Regions from separate parts of the Anas platyrhynchos genome. Here region 2 is linked to region 1. Evidence: chromatin contacts called from public Hi-C data. All regions are on one chromosome and are shown on one strand. The core of a region is the stretch at or near the end of the contact, and the rest is flanking DNA. Distances in the headings are between cores, read along the strand shown. Region 1 holds the start of CETP (cholesteryl ester transfer protein). Region 2 overlaps NLRC5 (NLR family CARD domain containing 5).

Region 1 (5,635 bases), core at 1,959-4,458:
CAGCAGGTGGAGACATCCCAATGGTGGTGCAGTTGCCCATCAGAGTGTTACAACCTCCTGTTGCTTTTTGCCCAGGGATGTACCTCTCGCTGTCTGAGGCCAGTGGGATTTGAGGAGCTGGAGCTCAGAGCTGTGGGGCCAGCTGGAGGCCATCCCATGGCCATTTACCCAATGTCACAAGCATGCTGACTGCCCCTCATCACCTCATCCCTGCCTCTCTGGTCTGTAAGAAGAGCTTTTGAAATGCTTGCTAGTGTGTCTGGTTATTAAATGTTGTATAAAATAAGCCTGGTCTATAGCCAGGCTTCCAAACCTGTGTTGTAAGCGAGGAGCTTGAAGTGAGCTGATGCTCTGCCTGCCAGGGAGGATTGAGCAAATGCTGGAGGATGATGATTCTGGGCGTGTCTTGTGATTGCTTCTTGACATGTTTCAGAGAAACCACCCAGATTTCTTATATTAGCACTGAAACTTGTGTCTGATGCCTTTTTCAGCCTAGGTTTGGCAGGGCAGAGTCAGTGCTGAGAAGACAGCTGGCTGCTCTTGTGGCCTTCAACCCAGCTGTCCTCAGCCTCAGCTACCTGGTGCCAGCGTTTGCTTTATGGAGATCTTTGTGGGTGGTGCTGGCAGGAGAAAGTAGGTGGACTTTGGTACAAGTTCATGGAAGGCATTCAAGTCTTCATGGTTCAGAAAGTATTAAAGGTTGTTTACCTCCCAGGTGATGGTTTATCTCAATTCACAAATGGGTTTGTGGTTTTATTTCCTGTGTAATGTTCAAGCCTGTTGTGGTACAAATTTGACTACATTTTTGAAGCTGGATCTCTCCAACCAAAGACTCCTGCTGCCGGGGACTGACCACAACCCTGGATAATGCAAAAGATGCACAACCACAGCCTCCAAGGGCTGGTGCTGGACACTTCTTGTCCTTTACCTCCCTGGTACTGGATCTGTGTCAGGCAGGAGCAGCTGGGCTTGTGCTTTCCCTCGGGGCCATCCTGGGGCTGAGCTGCTGGAGGAGTCCTGGAGGTGGTGCTGGAACCCGTCTTGCTGACAGCGCAGAGCGTGGCCAGGCTACCTGGAAGGCTATCTCAGGAAGCAGCTGCAGGGTAACACCGAGCATTCAGGTCAATGCAGTGTAAAGATTACCGGCACCACCACAAACCCCTGGATATTGCAGGGGGGGTGGAAAAACAACCCCAGCGTACAGCCCCCAGCCAGGTGGTGAGTGCACAGCTTCCAGAGAAAACCTGAGGCAGCAAATACTTATCAAAAACATCTTCCACCGTTCCCTTTGCGAGCACTAGAGCGGCAGCTTGGGAGCTTAACCTTTCTTCGGGTTTTTAAACCTGCCCTGCCTGATGCTAGCACAGCGTGGCCTTGTGTAGAGGGCAGGCAGGCTGCTCTGTTCTCCCTGTGCTGGCCTCTGCTCTGGTTACTCCAGGGCAGTGATGCTCGTGGCACCGCCACACGCAGCGTGCTGCTGCTGCTGTGGGTGGAAATTGGCTTTTCCCTTCCTGCTGGAGGTCAATGCCCAGCAGTAGTCCCCTGTCCTTGCCTGTCCTCGCTGCAGGAGCCATCGGTTAAGGAGGCTGCAAATGCCTCGGTCACCAGGACCAGCATCTTGGGGCTGGCTCCTTGCTCTTACACACCCTGGGCAGCAGCCCCTGTACCCAAACGCCTGCTTTTTGCTGTTCCTTTTTGCTGGTAGTGGCTCCTGCCTTGGGTGGAGGGGTGGCTGTGAACTCCGGGGTGCTGCTCTGCTCTCATGGTGACTGCACGGCTCCTGCTGTAGGTGTGGAGCAGCTGGGCCTTCCTCTGCCAAAAGCTCAGCCGAGGATGCAGGCGGTGTGCTGCTGTCACATCCGACAGCTGAAATCACCTCTGATGGTTTAAGTGTCTCGATGCTGAAGGATTTTGCCACAGTGTGGCTGGAGGAACCTCCCTGTGCCAGCCTTGGCCGCTGTCCTGGTGTCCCCCAGGGCTGCTGGGGAGGCCGTGAGCTGAAGGACAGAAGCCAGAGCCACAGCAGGAGGACAGTCTCTTGAATCGAATTGACACATGAACACGGGAGCTCACCTTGTGATGGGTCCGTGCCTGGTGCAGCTTTGGTTCCCTGTTTATAACACGGTGGCCGGGAGCCTGTCCCAGGCCGCCGTGCTCCTGGGCTGCTTGGTGACCGCGAGTGCCTCCGGCAGGGTACCCAAGGCCGTTCACTTTCTCAACTCAGGAAGAAAACAAAGTGGCAGGGCGGGGGCCGCCGGACAGCAGGGCTCCCCGGAGGAAACGTGCTCACCCGCTGCGGGAGGACGAGGTGTCCGCCAGGGAGAGGACGGAGGCCGGTGCCTTGCCTCACCCAGGGGTGCTGACCGCTCCCCGCAGCGCTGAGGTCTCACCTTCCCTTTGCCATCCATCCTGTGGGGAAGCTGCTTTGTGGGAGTCTTACTAAGGAAACAACCAGGCTCTTTTTTTTTTTTGGCCCTGGATCTCATTTTGTGGTTGGCCCCAGCACCACAACGAGGTTCGGAGTCTGTGGTGTGCAGGGTGGGTGTGCGCAAGGAGCAGATTTGAATTGTGGGTTTTTGAGGTTTCCTAAATAGCAGCTGAGGAGCCAGGTGCATGATTCATCCTTACCTGAAAGGCAGCAAACTAGAGGCAGTCCACAAATCCCTCTGAGGGGCAGAAAGCCTCAGCCCTGTGCTCACAGAGCGCTGCAGGGATGTGGTCTCAGCACAGCGTGCCTCCATTTCCCCACTGTGTGCCTAAAACCAGGGGGTGAGGGGTGGCTGATGACACAGGCTGGTGTCTTTCCAAGTGCACTTTGCTGAGACGTTGCTGCGGGAGTACAAAACGTGGAATGCTTCTGTGCCAAGAGCAAATGATGAACTGAGCGTGGGGCTGCTCCCTTGGCTTCATCCCACCCCAGCTCCGTACCCAGCCTTCCCCAGCACCCCGACGCAGCGTCCCCCGAGCTCTGCAGTCTTGGCAGGAGAGCCACGTCCTGCAGCCCAAGCGCCAGCTGCGGGAGGAAGGCAACGTGCGACTTGACGGGGGCTGAGGAAGCTATAGGCAGATTAGGAAATGTGTGATGAGTTTTGATAACCGGAGGAAGCAGGTCATGTCCTGCTTTGAACGAGCTCCGCTTGGAGGTATGAAAGCAGCCTTGGCCGGGAGGGAATCAGTCACTTCTCAGCGCGCTCTGCTCCGTCTGGGGATGCTCTGGGCTGGCAGGATGAGGCTGGGATCTTCTGGGATCTTCGTCGGGATCTTGCTAGTGCTCGTCCACGCAGCAGCAGCCTGTGAGTTTGGGCCAGTCCCTGACAGAGCCACGGGGATCGTCTGCAGGATGACCAAGCCCGCGGCGTTGCTGTGTAAGTGCCCGCCATGCGGGACTGCGTTTTCCCCCTCCGTCAGAAGGTAGTGATGGCAGATCGGCCAGGTGAGGGGATTTCTTGCTTCCCTGGCTCTCGTGGAAACTGCTCTTCTGGCAAGGTGTGCTGCTACCTGCCTGGGGGGTAGGGATGGTGCCCAGGCTGGTGGGACGGAAGATCTGGAGCTAACCAGTGATGGACATTTTGCCTCTTGGGGATCAGTCTGCAGAAGGGGAGAAGTGAGGTTTCACTGCTGTTTTTTTTCTTTTTTTCTTCTCTTTTTTTCCCCCTCTGTTTATTTGTTGTTGCTGTTTTTACAAGGGCTTGGGGGCTTTGTGGGTGGGGGAAGAATTTCTGCAAAAGGTGGACTCAGCTCTATCCCATCCTCTCTGATGATAGTGCAGGAATAAGAGCGGGTATTTCTGGAAGGAAAAATGCCTGCCCAAAACTCATCCCCTGGCCTGAGGCTGGTACAGGCTGGATAATTTTAGGAAAATGGGTGCAGAAAGTTCAGTCTCAGAAGCTTTTCTTTGGAGCCCCAGCAGCTGCCGGTAATCTCTGCAAGCAGCAACAGAACAAAGCCCAAGGGTAAAGTCAATGGCTTGTGCAGCACAAAGACAAGAACAGCTTTGACCTTGCCAAAATCTGCCCCGATGGCACAGATGTGGCGTGTGCTTTAATCCCAGGTGCAGACCTGATTCTGCAGCTCGAAGGGACTGCACTTCAGTTATCTTTGCTCTTTTCTTCCACCGACAGTGAACCAGGAAACAGCACAGGTCATTCAAGCAGCCTTCAGGAATGCCAACTTCCCAAATATCACCGGGGAAAGGTCCGTGCGGCTCCTTGGCAAGGTGGCTTACGGGCTAAGCAAGTGAGTATCGCTGGGGCACCGCGGGCTGGCGGAGGGCAGGGAATGGTGGCCTGGGAAGGGAGCTTTGGTCCAGTAATTACTTGAGAAAGCAAAGACAGAGATGCACTTTCTTATCCAGGCCTTTCAGACAAGTCATTTCCACGTGAAGGTTTAGGCTGTTCGTGCGTTTTTTTGGAGAGCTTTTCCAGCTCCCTGGGAGGACAGCGAGGAAGCAGAGAAGAGCAGGTCTCTGAAAAGCAGGACAGGGAGTGCGGTCCTGGGGCTGGAAGGGGCTGTCCAGCTCTCAGGGCTGTTGTCGATAGGTGGTGCCAAGGGCTCGTCCTTGCTAGAACACCCCTCAGCACAGGACCTGCTTGGTGGCAAGGACAGCTGGGTTTCACCGTGTTACCAACAGGGGGATTATTTGGAAATGACAAATGCAATGATGCAAACACGGGGTAGATTTCCTGCTGTGACTGCTACTGGAAAAAGAAGAGCACTACAATAAAACAGAGGTTTTTACACAGCACATTGCTGTGTGTTCCCAGCTTCAAGCGTTCAAGTGATCCCTAAATGTGTATGGAAGTGTGTAGCAGGGGAGGAGCTGTGCACCGAGGCTGAGCTCCCTGGTGCTTCCCAGAGCTGGCACAAATCCCACAGAAACCTCAGGAGCAAACCTGTTGCACCCAGTCATAAAAAGTGCCCACCGGGAACAATTCTTTTTTTTTTTTTTTTTTTTTTTTTTTTGTCATTTTTAGCATCCAGGTCAACGATTTGTCCATCGAGCAGAGTGAGGTGGAGCTCAAGGAGAATGATGCCATTGACATTGCCATTAAAAATGTGACGGCCGTCTTCAAGGGCACCCTGACCTACGGCTATGCTGGGGCCTGGTTGTAAGTACCCGGGGGCTGAGCACCGCAGCCCTGGATCCTGCCACTGCCCCCAGGCCAAGGCAGCCCACAGCGTGGGTGAAGGTAGAGGGGCCGTGCTCTTCTGGCTCCCTCGCAAAGGGAGCCTGAGCAAGGCAGTATTTTATACTCCAGCAGTGCTGCTTGCCCCCATCGCTCTTTTTCTCATGTCACTTTTTGCCTCTCTGTCCTCACCATTGCCTCTTGCACGAGATGAAAAGGCTAAAATGTACCAGCTGACTTTTTCCCTCCCCGTCGTTGCTCTGTAAATGTTATCTGCGTGCAGTACAAATGGTTTTAATGCTCCCGTTCTCTTAAGTGGTGGCTTGCAATGGTTTAAAGCCGGATTATCTGAGGCGGGCTGCTGCGTGCCAGGGCTTTGCACACTGTGGTGCAAGGAAAGATGTAAAAGGTGCTGCGAAAGAAACCTGCCCTGTGGCTAGAGTGCAGTCAGGAAAAGCTGCTCCCACATGCGTGTGCCATTGATGACTGTCCTCTCTTCTGCCCCTACA
Region 2 (5,635 bases), core at 902-3,401, 46 kb after region 1:
CCAGATATGTAGTTTGTATTGGGCACAGAGAATTCATGCAGCAGAGGTGTGCTCTCCCCATCACAGAAAAAGCTGCTGACCGAGCTTGTGGTGTACTTGAACATCAAAGGATCCAGTCACAGAACAGGGCCATAGGAAGCAGCTCTGTGACCTATGCTGCCCATGGACTGGCTCATTTACAATTAGAGGCTGTTTTTTTAGTTTAAACATTGCAAACCTGTTTGGAAATGCATGGTTAGCATTCATATAGCAGCATAGTCTTGTCCCATCCCGTGCTCTGTTTTTCTTCTTTAAAACATGATTTGCTCCCTCAAGAGTGCACAGGTTTATGATGTTCTCTAATCTCTATCTTCCAGGATATGTAAAGATAAAAGCCTCTTCCAATTAGGCGTAAGCTTCCCATGCTGCCTGGAGAAGGTGGAATCAGTCGTTAGCAGGTGAGAAAGCATCTATTTGTCATTTTCCACTTGTTCTGCTGCTCACCATGGGATGAAAAATATCTTCAGAGTGTCTGAGGCTCTCATCTCCATACATTCAGTTTCAGAACACCTCTATGGTGTTCAGAACACCTCTATGGTGTTCTGAAAGGCAGAGGAACCTTATTTGTGCACACGTGATTTGCAGGACACCCATACTGGAACTACTTAAGGCTATAAAAATCTTCTATCTTCCCTGCAGGACCAGGGGTGCTTGCTCAGAAGACTTGAGCACTTCAGAGACCGTTACAACATGCTGGTTTCTGCATGAACTTGTAGGACAAGAACAGCATCAGTGTCTTCTTCCCTTTGTGTAGCTGAAGAAGGCAGCACTGATCTTGTGCAGTTGGGGAGGGCTGTGTTTCACTGTGCTAGACTGTGGTGTAGACAAGACACAGGAGAGTCTGGAGAGGGCATTTCCCAAGCCCTGATCTGTTCCTAAGCTTGGCCATAAAGGGCACCAGCTGCTGCAGTGGGAAGGCTGTGTATAACCATGGGAATTGCTGATCATCCCTGTTAACTTGTGTGTGTTTGTAACCTGCAGATTGAATCTCCATGAGCCAGAAATCAAGCGTGCTTGCTTCTATCAAAGGGTTCTTGAAAAATGCATCCAGCTTCAGGAACTGAGGTGAGTTGCCAGGCATCACAGATGATTTTTGGGGGAAGAGAGTAGCTTTTCTTTTTCTGTTTGTGAGGGCACACAGTGGGTCGGGGAGAGGCCAGTGCAAGGTAACAGTCCCTACCCTCTGGATCCCCTACCTTGAGTGTTTGAATGGGAAACAGAAAAGACCCATAAACCTCATGGTTTCCTGGGGTATCCCGTGAAGGCATCTAAATCTCCCCTGTAACCAACTAATCTGTGCTCTCCCATCATGACTGGGAGATACACTGGGACCATGTCAAGTGTCAATATCTTGACAATTCTTGAGTGTCCCAGCACTGGGGTGCTTTAGCTGTAGGCTTGGTACAAACCTTTTGTCACCAGTGGATCATCAGCTCAGATCTGTTGTTCTGTTCTTGCAGATGGTCTCATGTTGAACTCCACGATGATGACACAAAAATTCTAGTCACAGTTTTGCTACCTCTTCCAAAGCTGAAGAAGTTTGAGTATGTCCCCATCTGTGGTCGCTTCTTTATGCTTTATGGTTTGCTCAGCCCTGTGCGTCTGACCCTGATGCTCTCTGAATCGCTTTTTCTGGAATATGGCCATGAGCTTTGTGATCTCTGCTGCGCTATGTCTAGCTTGTGAACTCAACAGCTCTGTGTAGCCTGTGTTGTGAGTGGTTGTAGAGCCATCATTTGCATGTTTCAAGGTTTTCCTCTTTTCCTTTTGGCAAATGAAAGTGGCTTAAGATGGAGACCTTGGCTTTTGTTTACGTTGTACGTAATTTTATACTGCCCTACTATGTAAAAGATTTTTCTGGTATGAGTATCATTCAGTCCTTTTCACAGCCCTCTTCAACTGTCTGCTGCAAGTTCATAAATGAGAGGCAAGCTTATAAAGGGTATCTCTGTCCAGTAGAATGCTGGGGGGATTGGTTAGCCCAGAGATGGTCTGCACGTGTATATCCTGTGTCTTAGAGATCTCTCTGAACTACCCACTCCTCATAGTCCTGTACACTGGAGATGGGGAATTCTCTCCAAACTCATTGGTCCCTGATATTGGTCCCTCTGCTGGCCAGAGTTTGGAATGGGACAGCAGGCTTGTCAGTGAAGTAAACTCCCTTTTCTCGCTGTGCTGAGAACTGACCTTCTTATCTAATCTTCGCTATTTCTCAGGCTGACCTCTTGCAGTATTATGCCAACTGGGATTGATTACTTGATCACAGGCTTGCAGAAGTGCCAGGCCATTGAAGAGCTCAGGTGAGTGTACCAGGCTGTCCAGTGTCTGCCAGGTCTTTCTCAAAGCTGTAGTTAAACTACACACTCTCCTGTTTGTACTATGTACAGACATAGTTTTCTGTATGGCTAGAGGACTTCAGATAGGGAAAAAGCAACAACACCCTTTTATATGCAGTGAAGGATGGATAGGAGAAACAGAGATCAGTGGTCTGGGGCAAGGAACATCGAGTGAAGAAATCAAGTGTTTTGGTAGCTGGTATTTGCTGGGAGGCAGTGATTCCAGCGTGGCAGTTCCAGAGCTAACAGTTTGCTCCTGGAGGATGATCTGGTGGCCTGCATGCAGAAGTGGCTTTTCCAGGCACCTACATGTGAGGCATCCTTCTGTTACAAAGCGCCCCTGGACCACAAGGGCTTTGCCATATTGTGGGCACGGTGGCACCCTGCTCCAGAGATTTAGGATTCTTGGTGTTTTATCAGCATCCAAAAGCATCCAGTAGAATTGTTTTAGGGAACAAAATTGAAAACTACTCACAAGGACTAGAATACACTCCTATTTCTCTTTGCCCTTGTACTGCTGTCTTCTGTTCTAAATGCTTTCATAGCTGCCCGTGGGTAATTAGTTGTTCCTGTGTTATTTTGTCTTTTAGCCTGGGCCACATGAAACTCAGTGATGCGGCCATTCCTATGCTTGTGCTGGGCCTCTGTAAAATGCCATCTCTGAAAAGGCTAATGTAAGTATGTGACTGCAGCTCACCTCTAGCCCATCTTCTGGTATTGAATAACACGAGCTTGATGTCCTTTCTCCTGGGGATGTCCTTTCCAGCTTGAACCATAACAGTATCGGTAATGATGGTTGCTCCAGACTCGCAGAAGCCTTGAGGAACATGCACTGCATGGAAGAAATCAAGTAAGTTCTGTCTTTCTTACAATCTCACATCAGCAGAGTGGTGACCCCTAGTGACAACATTTGGAGAGATCCAGATGTGCTCATACACGATGTAGTGAAAGCAAAGAGGTTACAAAATGCTCATGTATGAGGTAGCTGGGGTTTGAGGTAAATCAGAGCCTGATGTTGGGAAGGTGAGAGTTTGGTCTAATGTCATTCTGCTGCAGTTACATAGAAAATGTGTTAAATTTAGCATCTGGGTTTAAATATTTTCTGAAAACCCTGTTTAGAACAGGGCCGGAGTCCCCCTTTTCTCCTGAGAGAACCTCAAACCAAGCTGTTCCCTGTTCTGAAAATATCTGAATCTAGAGCCAACCCCAGGCTTGCTCTGCTTTTTTGACCCCCTTCTTTCTACCCAGGTCCTGTCCCTCCTCGACCGTAGTGGTTTGGAAGATTACAGCCAGCTGTGTTTTGGGATTCTGGCTGAAGTAATTTTCTACCCATTAGCAAGATCTAGTGATTTTGATTGCTGTTTGTAGTTTTTTAATGCCTCATTAACAGCTTCAAGTCTTTCATGAGAGAGTTAAGACAAGCAGCTCTTTTATTCTCCTGTCAAAGTCAGAGCTATCATCCAGCAGATGGGAGACATTAAATAAGATGTCATACTGTGGTGCTTGGGATTTTCCTTTGCAACACAACCTTTTTTCTCCTCTTTAAAGTCTAGCCCACAACAAGATTGGAGATCCAGGCCTGATAAATATAGCCACTGTCCTGCTGGAAATGCAAAACCTGAAGAGAATCAAGTGAGTCACTTTGTTTGCAGTGATTTTGGGATATTGCTGCAGTTGGTGGGAAAGCCTGTGTGGGAAGCCTTCAGTACTTGTTGGCCTTTGCTTGAACAGAGAGTTGTGTCCTTGTGTCCTGGAAAGTAAATACACAAACTCATGGGGAATCTTACAAGTCTCAGATCTATGCAGCGTTTTCCCTTGGGCTGTGTAAGGTTCCCAGAGTGGTGTCCCCCAGTGTTGCTACACTGCTTTTCTTTTCCTAGTGGAAGTAGAGGTGAAATTGAAAATTCATCAGGGCTGTCTTCAGACTGTCTTCTGATATGGCTTCTACTGTGTTCAGACAAGGCTCTCAGAGATGTGGATTCAAACAATCTCCCATAAGAGGGAACAGATATGAGAGCAACCAGGTTGTATTTTAGGCTCAGCTCTGGAGTATGCCTTGAACTTTTTTGAAAGTAAAAACCTGATAATGACTTGAACAACAACCAGGAATTCCAAATTCCCTCTGGAAGAAAGAAAACTGCTCCTTCCTCCCAGTATCTGCCAAGGCAGGAGAGACTCGGTAGGTGAGGTAAACACATGACAAATCCCCAGGCCATTTTCCAGAGATTTATGGGGATATACCACTGCAGCCCCAGGTAGCCCATCACTGCAGTGACCCAGGTCTTCCCTTAGACCAGACCACAGTAAAGTATCTTAAGCAGGTACATTCCAGTTCTTGTTCAGTCACTGAGAATCTTTCATGCTTATTTTAGCCTTTCAGGGAATAGTCCTAGTCCTACTGGAGGGGAAAAGCTGATGGAAGCTCTTGCCTGTTGCAAGCACATCGAGGAGTTACTGTAAGTGTGTAATTTCCAATGTCCCATCAGGAGGTAGGGCAAATAGCAAGGCATAGAAACCAAATCTAATCTGGCTCCACTAAAGCTAAAGTCAATTTTAATATTGATTCTTGTGAAAGCAGAGTAAAAACTCACAGTTGAATAGGACAGGAATGTGTGGTGCTGGCTGTGGGACGTTAGGGGATTTCATGTTCACTGCAATATCTTGGAGATTCCCAAGAACTGTACAAACTGTATCCAGTGGAGAAGAGCTGGATCTGCAGTTTGACAGCAAGTGTCATAGGCATATAGACTGTGCAGTGCGTTTTTTGCCTAAGAAATCAGCTTTAATCGCTATGGCTACAAAAATGGAGGGAAGATGACAGATAAAGGCTTTTATCAGCCATATTTATTGTCAGTCATTCCATTTCAGACCACTTTATAGAGCAAATGTACCCTGACATATTAAACAAATAAGAAAATTTAAACAGAACAAATCAGAAGAAACTATTCTGTTCCAATTAAAATGCTGAAGCTATTAAAATAACTTTCAGATTACAACATTCTGGACTAAGGACACATTACAAAGTGCAATTTCGGTATAATTCCAGCTCAGGACAGCTGTGGTGGTTTTACTCAGGTGGACAGCCAAGTTCCACCTGGCTGCTGTCTCACCTATGTCTCTCCTATGCTTGCCTAGATAGTGAGATGAGGAAGGTTGGCTGCTCTTGCAGCAGACAAATCTTACAGCAAAGATGAGGAACAGAAAATAGGAGTTGTTTAACTTTGTCTGTCGTACCATTAAGGTGATATCCAGAAGCATCA

What was found. Hi-C and Micro-C count contacts between places; a contact is called where the count stands out from the background.
Region 2: a contact with region 1 is called in a Hi-C map of subcutaneous adipose tissue, with 2.1 times the contacts expected there. The contact joins the enhancer-like site here to the promoter of CETP in region 1. A contact is called at or near these places in 3 of 8 Hi-C or Micro-C datasets (liver, skeletal muscle and subcutaneous adipose tissue).

The regions. Positions count from the first base shown.
Region 1 is chr12:11,511,484-11,517,118 of IASCAAS_PekinDuck_T2T, forward strand. It overlaps CETP (cholesteryl ester transfer protein), which reads left to right and starts at 3,209. Exons shown (of 16, transcript NM_001310834.1): 1 at 3,209-3,365; 2 at 4,116-4,236; 3 at 4,974-5,108. The coding sequence starts at 3,209.
Region 2 is chr12:11,558,175-11,563,809 of IASCAAS_PekinDuck_T2T, forward strand. NLRC5 (NLR family CARD domain containing 5) reads left to right here. Exons shown (of 48, transcript XM_013099982.5): 34 at 357-437; 35 at 1,021-1,104; 36 at 1,500-1,583; 37 at 2,256-2,339; 38 at 2,966-3,049; 39 at 3,142-3,225; 40 at 3,924-4,007; 41 at 4,748-4,831. Among named protein-coding and RNA genes, the nearest start is that of CPNE2, 12 kb to the right of the region's middle. Within about 2 kb of position 2,152, at least 2 of the 8 cell types and tissues checked have an H3K27ac peak or open chromatin away from gene starts, as enhancers often do. A contact at or near this core is called in subcutaneous adipose tissue, where this site is marked.